Linked DNA regions of Mus musculus: region 2 is linked to region 1. A link is a contact called in public Hi-C data. All regions are on one chromosome and are shown on one strand. Each heading gives the region's core, a stretch centred on a gene start, on an enhancer-like site or on the middle of the called end of the contact. The rest is flanking DNA. Distances are from core to core; before and after follow the strand shown. Region 1 overlaps Mm2pr (macrophage M2 polarization regulator). Region 2 has its middle 9.7 kb from the start of Gm35704.

What was found. Hi-C and Micro-C count contacts between places; a contact is called where the count stands out from the background.
Region 2: a Hi-C map of the G1E-ER4 cell line shows a contact between it and region 1, with 2.1 times the contacts expected there. The contact joins two enhancer-like sites. A contact is called at or near these places in 10 of 39 promoter capture datasets (the 3T3-L1 cell line, the C10 cell line, the HPC-7 cell line and 6 more), 6 of 484 Hi-C or Micro-C datasets (the G1E-ER4 cell line, bone marrow-derived macrophages, double positive thymocytes and 3 more) and 4 of 115 datasets of contacts at active chromatin or transcription factors (the SCID.adh cell line, double positive thymocytes, kidney and 1 more).

The regions. Positions count from the first base shown.
Region 1 is chr5:149,146,022-149,151,819 of GRCm38.p6, reverse strand. All of the region lies in intron 1 of Mm2pr (macrophage M2 polarization regulator), which reads left to right. The region is part of intron 1 of Gm42788 (predicted gene 42788); the gene reads right to left. Among named protein-coding and RNA genes, the nearest start is that of Gm42788, 4.7 kb to the right of the region's middle. Within about 2 kb of position 4,024, at least 12 of the 459 cell types and tissues checked have an H3K27ac peak or open chromatin away from gene starts, as enhancers often do. A contact at or near this core is called in the G1E-ER4 cell line and the SCID.adh cell line, where this site is marked.
Region 2 is chr5:149,335,453-149,341,095 of GRCm38.p6, reverse strand. No RefSeq gene overlaps it. Among named protein-coding and RNA genes, the nearest start is that of Gm35704, 9.7 kb to the left of the region's middle. Within about 2 kb of position 3,420, at least 56 of the 459 cell types and tissues checked have an H3K27ac peak or open chromatin away from gene starts, as enhancers often do. A contact at or near this core is called in the G1E-ER4 cell line and the SCID.adh cell line, where this site is marked.

The sequences.
Region 1 (5,798 bases), core at 2,775-5,274:
GGTGAGTAACACTGGTGTGAAGTGGGGGGTTTGATGGGGTTCTGGTAGTGCAATTTGAAGGTATATTCGGAGCCTCCAGGCCACGCTAAGGTTTTGTCCTGTGGTGGGGAGATCATTTGGGTGTTCAGTCATGGAAATGGCATGAGCAACTTAGTGTCTAAGCTTATTTTGATAATGTAACAGTAACAGCTGGGCTGGAGAGCTGGCTCAGTGGTTAAGAGCACTGGCTGTTCTTCCAGAGGTCCTGAGTTCAATTCCCAGCACCCACATGGTGGCTCACAGCTGTCTGTAACTCCAGTTCCAGAGAATCAGATGCCCTCTTCTGGCCTCGGGCACTGTATGCTTGTGATGCACAGACATACTGGCAGACAAAATACCCATACACATAAAATTAAAATAAGATCTCAAAAAGTATCTTTAAGATAGTAATAGCTAACCTTCATCAAATACTTGTTGTGGGCAAGGTACGATTGTAAATGCTTTACTCCGCTAAAACAGTCCTATTGTTAGTGGCTTTGCTTGCCAGGGAATTTAGTGACTGACACACAGAGAGGTGGAGCAGCTTGCTGAAGTTTGCACAGCCATTGGCAGCACAAGCACCTAATCCTCCGTAGTCTTGCTCTAACTCCCAGTGATGGGTTGCTGGGGATGGGTGAGCGAAGGAATGGCTGTGGGTGGCTCTAGGGCAGTGGTAGAACATGGGATGGGGTGGGGTGGGGGACTGCTAATTGGTTGGCTGGCCTTTACAGATACCAGAGGTGTGTTCTCACAGCTGTGGAGGCTGAGGCCCAGGTCAGGGTGCTGTCAAGACTGGGGTCTAATACTTTCTCGGCCAATATGTATATGTCTACTGTTTTGTTTTCTATTTTGTCTGATTGGTGTTTTGTTTTGTTTGGGAGCTTTAGGGGTGTTCTGGCTATTTTAAAAAGCAAGGTATTATTGTGTAATCCAGCCCTCCAGAGTTCTGGGATTACTGGTGCGGTGTGCGGTATGTACTGTGGCGGTGACTGTGGCCACCTCCCTCCAAATTGTACCGTCACATGCTTCTCCTCTCTGAGTCTTTACAAAGAATCTGACCTTACCAATCAGGGCCATGCCCATAAGCTCATTTAACCTTCATGACTTCCTCAAAGGCCACAGCTCCAAATGGAGCCAGTTAGAACCTCAACATAGGAACTCTGCAGGACACAAGCATTCAGTCCATCAGAGCAGCAGCTGTGGGAAATAACTGAGACACGACAGTGGCTGAGCCAGAGTGAAAGGGAGCAGGAAGCCTTCAGGACGACAAGCTTCTCACAAGTCTGTGGGCTGAACAGCTGCAGTCATGTCCGGTGGTGCAGGGGTGAGACAGGGTCTCTTTACAGAGCCTTGGCTATCCTGGAAATCACCATGTAGACCAGGCTAGTCACAAATTCACGGAGAGCCACCTGCCTCTGCCTCGCCCTCTCTAGTGCTGGGACTAAAGGTGTGTGCCACCATGCCCAGTACAGTGCTGGGTTTGGGGTTTTTTTTTTTCCCTTTCTTTCTTTTTCTTTTTCTCTTTTTCCTTCTCTTTCTCTCTTTCTTTCTTCCTTTCTTTCTTCCTTCCTTCCTTCCTTCCTTCCTTCCTTCCTTTCTCTCTCTCTCTCCCTCCCTCTCTCTGTCTCTCTCTTTCTTTCTTTCTTTTTTCTGGTTTTTCAAGACAGGATTTTTCTGTATAGCCCTAGCTGTCCTGGAACTCACTCTGTAGACCAGACTGGCCTCGAACTCAGAAATCACCTGCCTCTGCCTCCCAAGTGCTGGGGTTAAAGGCGTGTACCACCACTGCCTGGCTTACAGTGCTGGTTTTTTTTTTTCCATTTTTTATTAGGTATTTAGCTCATTTACATTTCCAATGCTATGGCGCCCGAACAGGGACCTGAACAGTGCTGGTTTTTAATGTGGCTCTTTTTTATGCTTTTCTGCCCTGGACTAATCCCATATTGTTGTTTTTAATTTAGTATAATCCTTATTATTTTCTGATTATGAAAGTAATAATCCAATAATGTTAAAATATGAAAAATATAAAGCCACAGAAATGTGAAACTTTATCTTAATTTTACAACAAAGGCATACTTATTACCTCAGTTCTTCCTAGTGTTGCATTTTAACCCTTATTTACTTATTATTAACATACAGTGTCTGAAGTACTCTATGACATTATAGAATGTGCACACAATGTATAATGGTCAGCTCAGTGTCAGGGCCATACCTGTCACCTCAGACATTTGTTATCTCTGTGAGGGGACTACTCAGAATCCTCTACTAGCTATTTTGAAGTGTTTGTTATTGTCACCTATAGTTACTTTACCCCCCTGAGCAACAGGACATTAAAAATTGTCCTTCATGGGGCATGGTGGTGCACACCTGGGATCCTAGCTTCTCAAAGAGGCTAGGGCAGGAAACGGACCAAGGGCAGCCAGGAAGACTTGATGACACTCTCTTTAATTAGCTTACACAGACACTTCTCCTCTGTATGCCACAGCAGTTCAGCACGCAGCCCTTGTCACACTGCAGACAGAACACTTGCCTGAGGCCAGTGTTATTCAGACTCTCAGCTTGGGGCTTATTCTTGTCTGCCTATCACACACACACACACACACACACACACACACACACACACTCATCTTTTTCAGACTCTGGTGTCCATTGTTCATTTGGCCTGGTGGTGGTAGTGGTATACACTTTTGATCCCAGCACTCAGGAGGCAGAGACAGGTGGATCTCTGAGTTCAAGAACTGCCTGTTCTACAGAGAGAGTTCCAGGACAACCAGGGCTACACAGAGAAACCCTGTCTCAAACAGAACAGAACAGAACCTTCTATTTGCATCCTGATTCCTAGCCTAGTTGGTGGGCATTAGTGGGCTCAGTGATTGTGTGTTAACTGAACTGTTCAGATATTGGGTAACTTCAGTGGGGCCTGTGCTATCTTAGATAACTTCCAGATCAGCTGGCGGCTGATCGCCTTGTCCATGAGCCCTGAGCATGTGAGTTCGTGGGAAGCTGAGTAGTGGAAGGGAATGAGTAAGAGGGAGGGTCTGGTGCCATTGGAGAACCGTCGAGACAGCTGGAAGACGGAGCTGCAATTGTGGAAGTATCTACAAACAACACACTTGTGCTTCTGTGAGAAGTCAAAAAGTGCAGTAGCACTCAGAAAAGAAGTTCCAGTTGGAGGGGGCAGTGTTCTGTGGGATTCCAGAGGGGAAACGGCATGTGGGTGGAGCTTTAGGGGTCCTGTGGCTGGCTAGCATCTGAAATTCATGTGTCAAGCTGCCGCCATTTTTTTTTCCATTTGTCTCTAACTTGTATGACTGAAAATGCTGAACGTGGTGATTGGTGCTACATATCACCCCAGGAGCCCATCTTTCCAGAATTTTCTATGAACCTCTCTCCTCTCCAGTGTTAATTTGGTTGTTGTAGTTCTGTGAAGTTTTGAATAGTTCTCAATTTTCAACAATTGATATCCTTATGCATGAACATAAGACGGTTTCTCAGTCTACTGTCTTCTTTTCATGCTAGACGCTAAACCTAGAACATTGTGATGCTACGACGGAGCCGCTCACAAGCCTAATCACAGATCTGAAATGTTGTTAGATTATACACAAGCGGTTCTGTTTGACGAGTTGTTTCACAAGGAATCCAGTACGATTTCTGTTTTAAAGTAACATACCAAAAGCAACAGCAGACATATGCAGAGGACCCGTCTTAATGCACAATCATGACAGTATTTTTATTTTGAATAACATCGCTTTGCCCTCACCTCTATAGAACCTTACATCTTACTCCTACTGTGGGATTTGTAGACAGTAGTACGTTTCCTCGGCCATTTGGAGGAGCCTGCACCACAGGATAATGAAGTTAGTTGAGTCTAACTTACAAAGTGCCTTCTTTGAAATTCTGAGAGCTCTCAGAATTGTCTTCACACCCCCATCTGATAAGAGCCCCTTGCCTATGCTGCTCTAGCAGAAGGTGGTTACAGCTACTGTAGGGGCGAGGCCGTTCTCACACAGCTAAGCCACGGACTCTCCCAAAAACTGAAAGTCCCAGGCCCCAGCATCTGGATCCATCCGGTTCCCTCACACATAACTCCCTGTTGGTGAGAGCAAGGCAGCAGAGGAGGCCAGTGAACGCTTTACTGCTTTGTAGGCTCTGTCAGGCAGAACCCTTGTGTCCTTAAATCTCTGTGTGGCCATAGGGAAAGCAGAAGTATGATCATGTACTCCACACAGCTTCCTGAGAGTGAGAGATGCCTTTGATATCTTCCTTTTTCACGTTTTACAGGGTATTATAAGGAGAGAAAGATTTAATCTAGAGCTAAAGTAATGGCAGGTTGGTGTATCTCTGTAATCCCAGCACTCAGAGGGCTGAGGCAGGAGGAGTGCAGATTTTAGGTCAGCCCAGGCTACATAGTAAAACTGTGTTTCAAAACAAGAAAAAGTGCACACAAAGGTTGAAACAGGAGGGACCATGAGTTTGAGCCTACATTGTTAGAACTTGTCTCAGAAAACCAAAAGTAAAAATGAACGTGAGAGAATGTAAACTGCCTTCAATTTAAAGTCTCAAATTCTAAATTTGCTTTTGCAAGCATAACCCTTACGTTCTTTACTTAAATTTAAAATTTTCGTGACAAGTAGCCCAGTTCCTATCAACGAAGTAGGAAATCTGCACTTAGAATCTCCTCTCCCCTGAAGATTATCCTGCTGTTACCAGATATACCACTAAACAGACTCCAAAGACCATCATGGACACACTACCCCTGGGCAGTCTTGGCACTCTACTGCAGTTCCGCTCTGTCACAGCATAAAGAGAACTTCCTAGTCTGAACATCTAGAACTCCACTTGCCCTGATACGGGGACAGTGCCATACTCTGTGACATCATAGTCACCCTTTAAGTTTTGACTAAGTCACACCCAGTCTCCAAGCCTGGAGCTAGCTATCTTTTGCCCGCCTCCTTAACTGTCTGGGTGTGTGTATCCACAGAGGAGATGGATGAGGGGTCGGCTCACAGCAAGGACAAGCACATCTCCTATCGCTATCTGCATTCATTTACTTACTTGTTTGTTACTGGGACAGTACCTAGTTCCTAGGGCACAAGCACCGTGCCACTCCGTTATATCCCCAGATCATTTAGTGTGTTTAGAGACAGTGATCTCACTAATGTACCCAGGCTGTCCTTCAACGCACTCTGAAGCCTAGGTGAGCCTCAACACCTCCCTCTCTCTGCCTCTGCCCTTCCCATAGCAAGAATCACCGATGTGTATTCATTATCTTGTGTGTATGTGTGTGTGTGTGTATGTGTGTCCAAGCATGTATATGTGTATTTATATACACATACACACATGTGTATCTCACTCAGGTTGTTGCAGAGCTACTACTACTACTACTACTACACTATATAAACAGGATAAAATAATACCATTTTGTTACTCATACTACCTAAGAACTATTTTGGTTCACTTCTTAGACAGTCCTAATCCTCTCCAAATTTAGATAGATTGAAAGATTTTCCATTAACCTCTTTGTGGTTTCAAAACCACCAGGTACCGTGCCAGCCTCCAAGAGTGAAGCTTTATTCTGTGGCTTAATTGTCCATAAAAATATATCTTGGGTTTTGTTTTATTCCAACTTAGAAGAAAATGGTGAGAAGGTCCAGTGGTTAGAGCACTGGCTGCTCTTGCAAAGAACCAGGGTTCAGGTCCCAGTACCCACATGGAGGCTCACAACGGTCTGTAGCTCCAGTTCAGGGGATTCACCACTTTCTTCTGTCCCTCGGGGCACT
Region 2 (5,643 bases), core at 2,171-4,670, 190 kb before region 1:
CCTGGTCTCAGGGGTTGGTGGCATGGCCTAGCCAAGGCTCTTTTCTCTTCTCTTCTTCTCTTCTCTTCTCTTCTCTTCTCTTCTCTTCTCTTCTCTTCTCTTCTCTTCTCTTCTCTTCTCTCCTCTCCTCTCCTCTCCTCTCCTCTCTTCTCCTCTCCTCTCCTCTTCCCTCCCTTCCTCCTTCTGCTGCCAGGCTTGTCATTCAGACACTAACTCATCACCGATGCCAGACCCCCATCCTTTCTTCTCTCTCCCTGTCCTCACATGAGACTTAATCTGGCCGGGGTTCAAACCACTGGATACACTGTCATTTAGGTCTCAAGTATTGTATCAACTAACTAAAAGGCTTCTCTCTGCTGAGAGCCAGCCATTGTCACTGTCACAACAGGCCAGTTACTGGGGAAAAAAAAAAAAAAAACCTCCAATGAAGGCTGAATCTCACTCAAAGGGCCACATGAATGTTCTACATTGCTCCGTCCTCAGTCAAGGGGGTGACTCAAAGGTCCTCCCATCATGCGACATTTCTGACTCAGTACCCATGATGTAAAAGCATCCCAAAATAAAAACACGATGAATTCACTCTCTCTGCCTGCCAAGGCAGCCACGGCAGTTCAGCAAATGATAGTCTGCCTAACAGGGAAAAACAAAAATGTGAGAAGCCAGGACGGTGGCTTCCTAGACATCCTCGCTGCCATTTTACTCGGCTCCCTTCCTGTACTTATCTCCCCCTTCCCCAAATACCCCCTCTCTAACTCCCCTAGAAATAACTGTAGCCAGATATTCCCCTTTACCCTTGTCCTGCCTCCTGTGTTTACCTGTATTTATTATGTTTGCAGCAAGTCCTTGACAATAGAGGTCCTGTAAAACACAAATCAATCAAATCTCTCCCTTTCTTAAAAAAAAAAAAAAACCTACCACAGGGGCTGGAGAGATGGCTCAGCGGTTGAGAGCACTGACTGTTCTTTCAGAGGTCCAGAGTTCAAATCCCAGCAACCACATGATGGCTTACAACCATCCATAATGAAATCTGCTGCCCTTTTCTGGTGTGTCTGAAGACAGCTACAGTGTACTTTGATATAATAATAATAAATACATCTTTGAGCCGGAACAGCAAACGGGGCCTGAGTGAGCAGAGGTCCCGAGTTCAATTCCCAGCAACCACATGATGGCTCACAAGCATCTGTACAACTACAGTGTACTCATATAAATAAATAAATATTTTAAAAACCTTAAAACCTGCCACAGAGTCCACCAGGGCATTGCCATAAACCCTGCCCCTCCCACTAGTACTCAGAGCGCCCACCCCACACACACACACACTCGGTCCCTGCTAACCTTTCTGTGAGTGGAGCAGTTTTTCATTCTTTCCCTGACACAACCACACCTCTGCTCCTTGGCCTTACTGGGTGATTGATTCTCTACCTCAGGACCTTTGCACCTGCTGTGTTACTAACCTATTATGTTATGTGACTGTTCTGATGTGGCAGTCACAACTCAGCTCCTGTGTCACCCTACCTCATCGAGCCATGAGCCATGTTCTACTTTACCTCTGAGAGCCTGGCTCAAGAGAACCCCAGGGTCACTGGCCGGCCAGTCTAGTGCAGCCAGTGAACTCCAGGTTCCGTGAGTGACCCTGAGGGGGCTGGAGAGATGGCCCAGAGTTTAAGAGCATGTGTTCCTTTTACAAAGGGCCCAGGTTAGACTCCCAGCACCCACTGGGCAGCTCACAACTGTGTGTCACTCCAGCTCCAAGGAATCCTACGACCTCCTCTGACCTCTGTGGGCACAAATACACATGATGCATATACGCACATACAGGCAAAACACTCACACTCATAAAATAAAATAAGCAAAAATAATAAGGTGGGAAGTGACTGAAGAAGATACTGTACACAAACCTCTGGCCTTTGCTTGCACACAGACTGGGGTTGTGTGTGCGGGGGACACGGACAGACAGAAAGAATGAAGGCTTAAAGTATTACCTTTAGTGTTTTTAAAAATCCACTTCCTTGCTGCATTTTCAGTAGTGCTTGCTAGGAAAAATATAATCTAATTTATGATTTTATCTTTGGGGAGAATTTAGCCTTGTGAATCTTTAGTGGCACAGCTCTGAGTCCAGAAGCAAGGAGGAGGGTGGCTGTCAGTGGCAGGCTATTTTTAGCGGTGGCTCAGGGCTCCAACTGAGGTGTAAACCCTGGGACTTGTAGCTCAAGTTTGTGAGCAGGAGCAGGCTAGAGCTTGGTGTGGCTCCGCTGAGAAGCCTATGTCCTGGGCCGTGCATAGCCCTGGGTCAACTCCGCCCCCACCCTCAGCACAAGAAGTGGGCATCATTGCATGCCAGAAAAACACATCTATGAAAGAAAGACAAGAAACCTAAAAGCGTTCAGAGATCAGATGTGAAAGAAAAACTCTAGGTTTGTAGAAAAAAGAAAAGCCCCGAGAAGGGCCCTTGAATATTCGCTGAGCCCTATACTATAAGTGAAAACACCTGGTACTTATTATTCTGGATCATGTTCTAAGACAAAGGACCACCGGTGCACCCAACCTAGGCCCCACCCCACCCTCGACCCTTCACCCCTTCCCTGTCTTCAGAAATGAGATTCTTTTCCGCTGCCTGGAGGAAGATTTTTCTGGGACTGCCCTTCCGTAGCTGCCCTCATCGTTATTTTGCTGAGCATCCCTGGTCAGCTGATATAAAGCAAGAAGTGAGTGGTACCCAGGCTGCCGCGCATCCTCTCCCACACAGGCCTGCTTCCTGCTCTCCACTATTTTCCAGAGACCTGGTGTTTGGCTGGACAGGATGGCTCCAGCCTTCCCCTGCCAGGCCCACGGCCTCTGCTGATATCAAGAGCTTATGGTGAGACCCTGGCAGGACTGCGCAGGCCCAACAGGCTGCCAGCCACAACCCCACCCCTCACCCTCAGCAAAGAGAACAGCAGCAGCCTGCCTCACCAGAAGGGTTTGGGCTGAGCTGGCAAGGCAGCGACAAGCAAAAAAGTCTCACGGGTTTTCCATGGCGCCACAAACTGGATACAGGGCTCCTGTCTAAAGCCGGATGAGGCTTCATCCATTGAGCTGCTGGTCCGTGCAGCAGTTTATTTAAAGAAGCCACATAGAGTCCAGGTCCGGGTGAGTGGATTTTGGCTTGCCAGCAAAACCGGAGACAATATCAGCTCATGTAAACCCTCTGTGTCCTGGTAAGATAGAGTGGATCTCTTTCACACTCAACTAAAGAAACCGAAGCTCGTGTGAGATCGCACCGATAACAGAAAGAGATTCTGGGGATGAACCCTGAGCGCTCCCACGCTGCCTCGGCCATTTCCGAGCACAGACACAGATCTTCCTGCTGTCCTGCCTGGGATCATAGCCCCAGTTCTGCCTCCTTGTTGTTGTGTAACTCTGTAGGGTGGCTAAATACGTCTGTGCATCATTTCCTATGAGAATAAACATAATACCTAGGGTGTGAAGTTGTCTGTGGATTAAATCAGTCTGCATTCATGAAGGTTGGGGAATGTCACCATATGCCCTTAATCTTGCTTCTCTTTTCTGCATAACTAAGTTTTGCCAGCTCTGGTCTCTACACGTCTAACCCTTATAAGCCAATTCAGGCTATTTTAGCACTAAAGAATTTCCACAGCAGAGAGGCTGTCTGCTTTCTCCCAGTTGGACATGGTTAGGCGATGCCCACATTCAAAGCCACTCCCCGCAGAGGGGTCGGAATGACTGTGGGAGCCGTGACAGTCTCCAGGTGACACGGTACCCTCTAGCCTCTGCCAGATGGGTGGTGGGAGACACCCCCGCTACTGATACCCCCAGGGTGACCAACACAGAGTTGCCCCATCCTCCAAGCGTCCACTGTGCCACGGTGATGTGGTGTCTAGCAGGCAGCCTGCACATAGCACCTTCCAGCATACTGAACGGAGCCAGCAATTGGGTTTCCTTGAGCAGTCATGAATTCATGAGATGCTGGGATGGAGGACAGATTTGAAGTAGAGGTTAATGGAGACCCCTATCCCCAATTCTCAAATCTCTGTTGCTATCCATCATCTACCTCCTCACACCTATACCCGGAGACTCTATACTCCTCGCCTCTCTCTAGTCAGAGGGTCTAACCTGACAGAAAGGCTTCATGGGGCAGCCATGAAGCCCGCACTCTTGTGATATGATATGTATGGAAAGACACCCCCACCCATTACCACACCTTGATAGCTGGTCCCCAGCTGGCTAGCTGGTTCCCGCTGCTAACTATGTCACATTGAGATCTCCTGGGGAGACTCTAAGATGGCAGGAGAGGCACGTGGCTGAGTAACTTCCCTGGAGGACAGAGGAGAAGCTAGCCACCCAATCCAGGATCTCAGAAGCACACACACCACCCATCAAAGGTCCCTGTGATGAGCAGACATCCTGAGCCCTGAGGCCTCTCCCTCCTCTGAGGATAGCCGAGTCCTATCTGGCTACTTATACTGGATAACTACTATGGGTACTTCCTAGATTGAACCCTGAGACTTCCTCAGACTGAGGAACCACATCTAGCTCAATGTCTTGTTACTGGGCATCGTGTACTTCCCGAAATGGGAATCCTGTGCCCAAAGCAAGGCCTGGGCAGCCACCACCCACCTCCGCAGATCAGTCCTCCCACTCCCTGCTCAGAAAAGGTGCCCTTATCCATGTTAGCGGGTCCTCTACTTGATAGGGAAAAGATCATGACAGGAGCCTGCAGAGCAGAAGTGGACTGTAGGCAAAGCAGCATCAAGGGGATCGAGGCCAGAAGAGGCAACGCAGGGACTATGAGATCATGAGGACACCACATGGCAGTTTGTAACCTACCAATTACCTGAGTTTCTTGCCTAAATGTGCCTCATTCACATAGACCCTAAAAACCATCCTCACAGAACGATTAGTCGGGCTGGACACAGAGAACAGAGATGCCCCAGCTCCCTAATTAACCTTTTTGCTCCAGTACTGGACATGCCCTCAGGTCATTAGAGCGGCAAGAGAGCCGCATGTGGGTATTCTGGGAGTGGCCACTAGATGGCGCATCCGCCCTGCCAACCCCGGAGCACTGTGTGATGGAGCCTTACCCTTTAATGAGCAAGCTGCTCCCTAAGGACCTCAAGGCAGGGAAAGCCGCAGCCTCCCACCAAATGTTTCAGGTTTGCTTATCCTCAAGCGTGAGAACATTTCCCCAGCACCACCTGGCAAAGTAAGAGCCAGCCGGATACAGAGGGACTTTGGCACACAGATAAACCACCCACCCTGCTGCCCTCCCGGCTATATGTGGATCTTGCTATGGGTCTCAAGTTTACGTAGATCAGAGATGCTGGAGGTTTAAGCAGGAGTGGTGTGAAGGGCTAGGGCGATGCTCGGCGGTAGTGAGTATCCCGCCTGGTCCTGGGTGTGCTGCCCCCAGAACCGACAAGAAGAAAGGAGATGCCATCGCTATGCCGCTACTCAGCACATGGCCAGCCAAACTCCTCCGGTGGTGGCTTCGTTTCTCAGTCTCACATGGAGGCTCACACTTGTCAAAATGTGAGTTATGTGAACAGAATAAAAAGGGAGAGAGACAGCTCTTCTTTTCTTGGTCCATAAAGCAGATTCTGAAAGGTTTGCACCTCCTCCATAGGACCCAAGTTCAATTCCCAT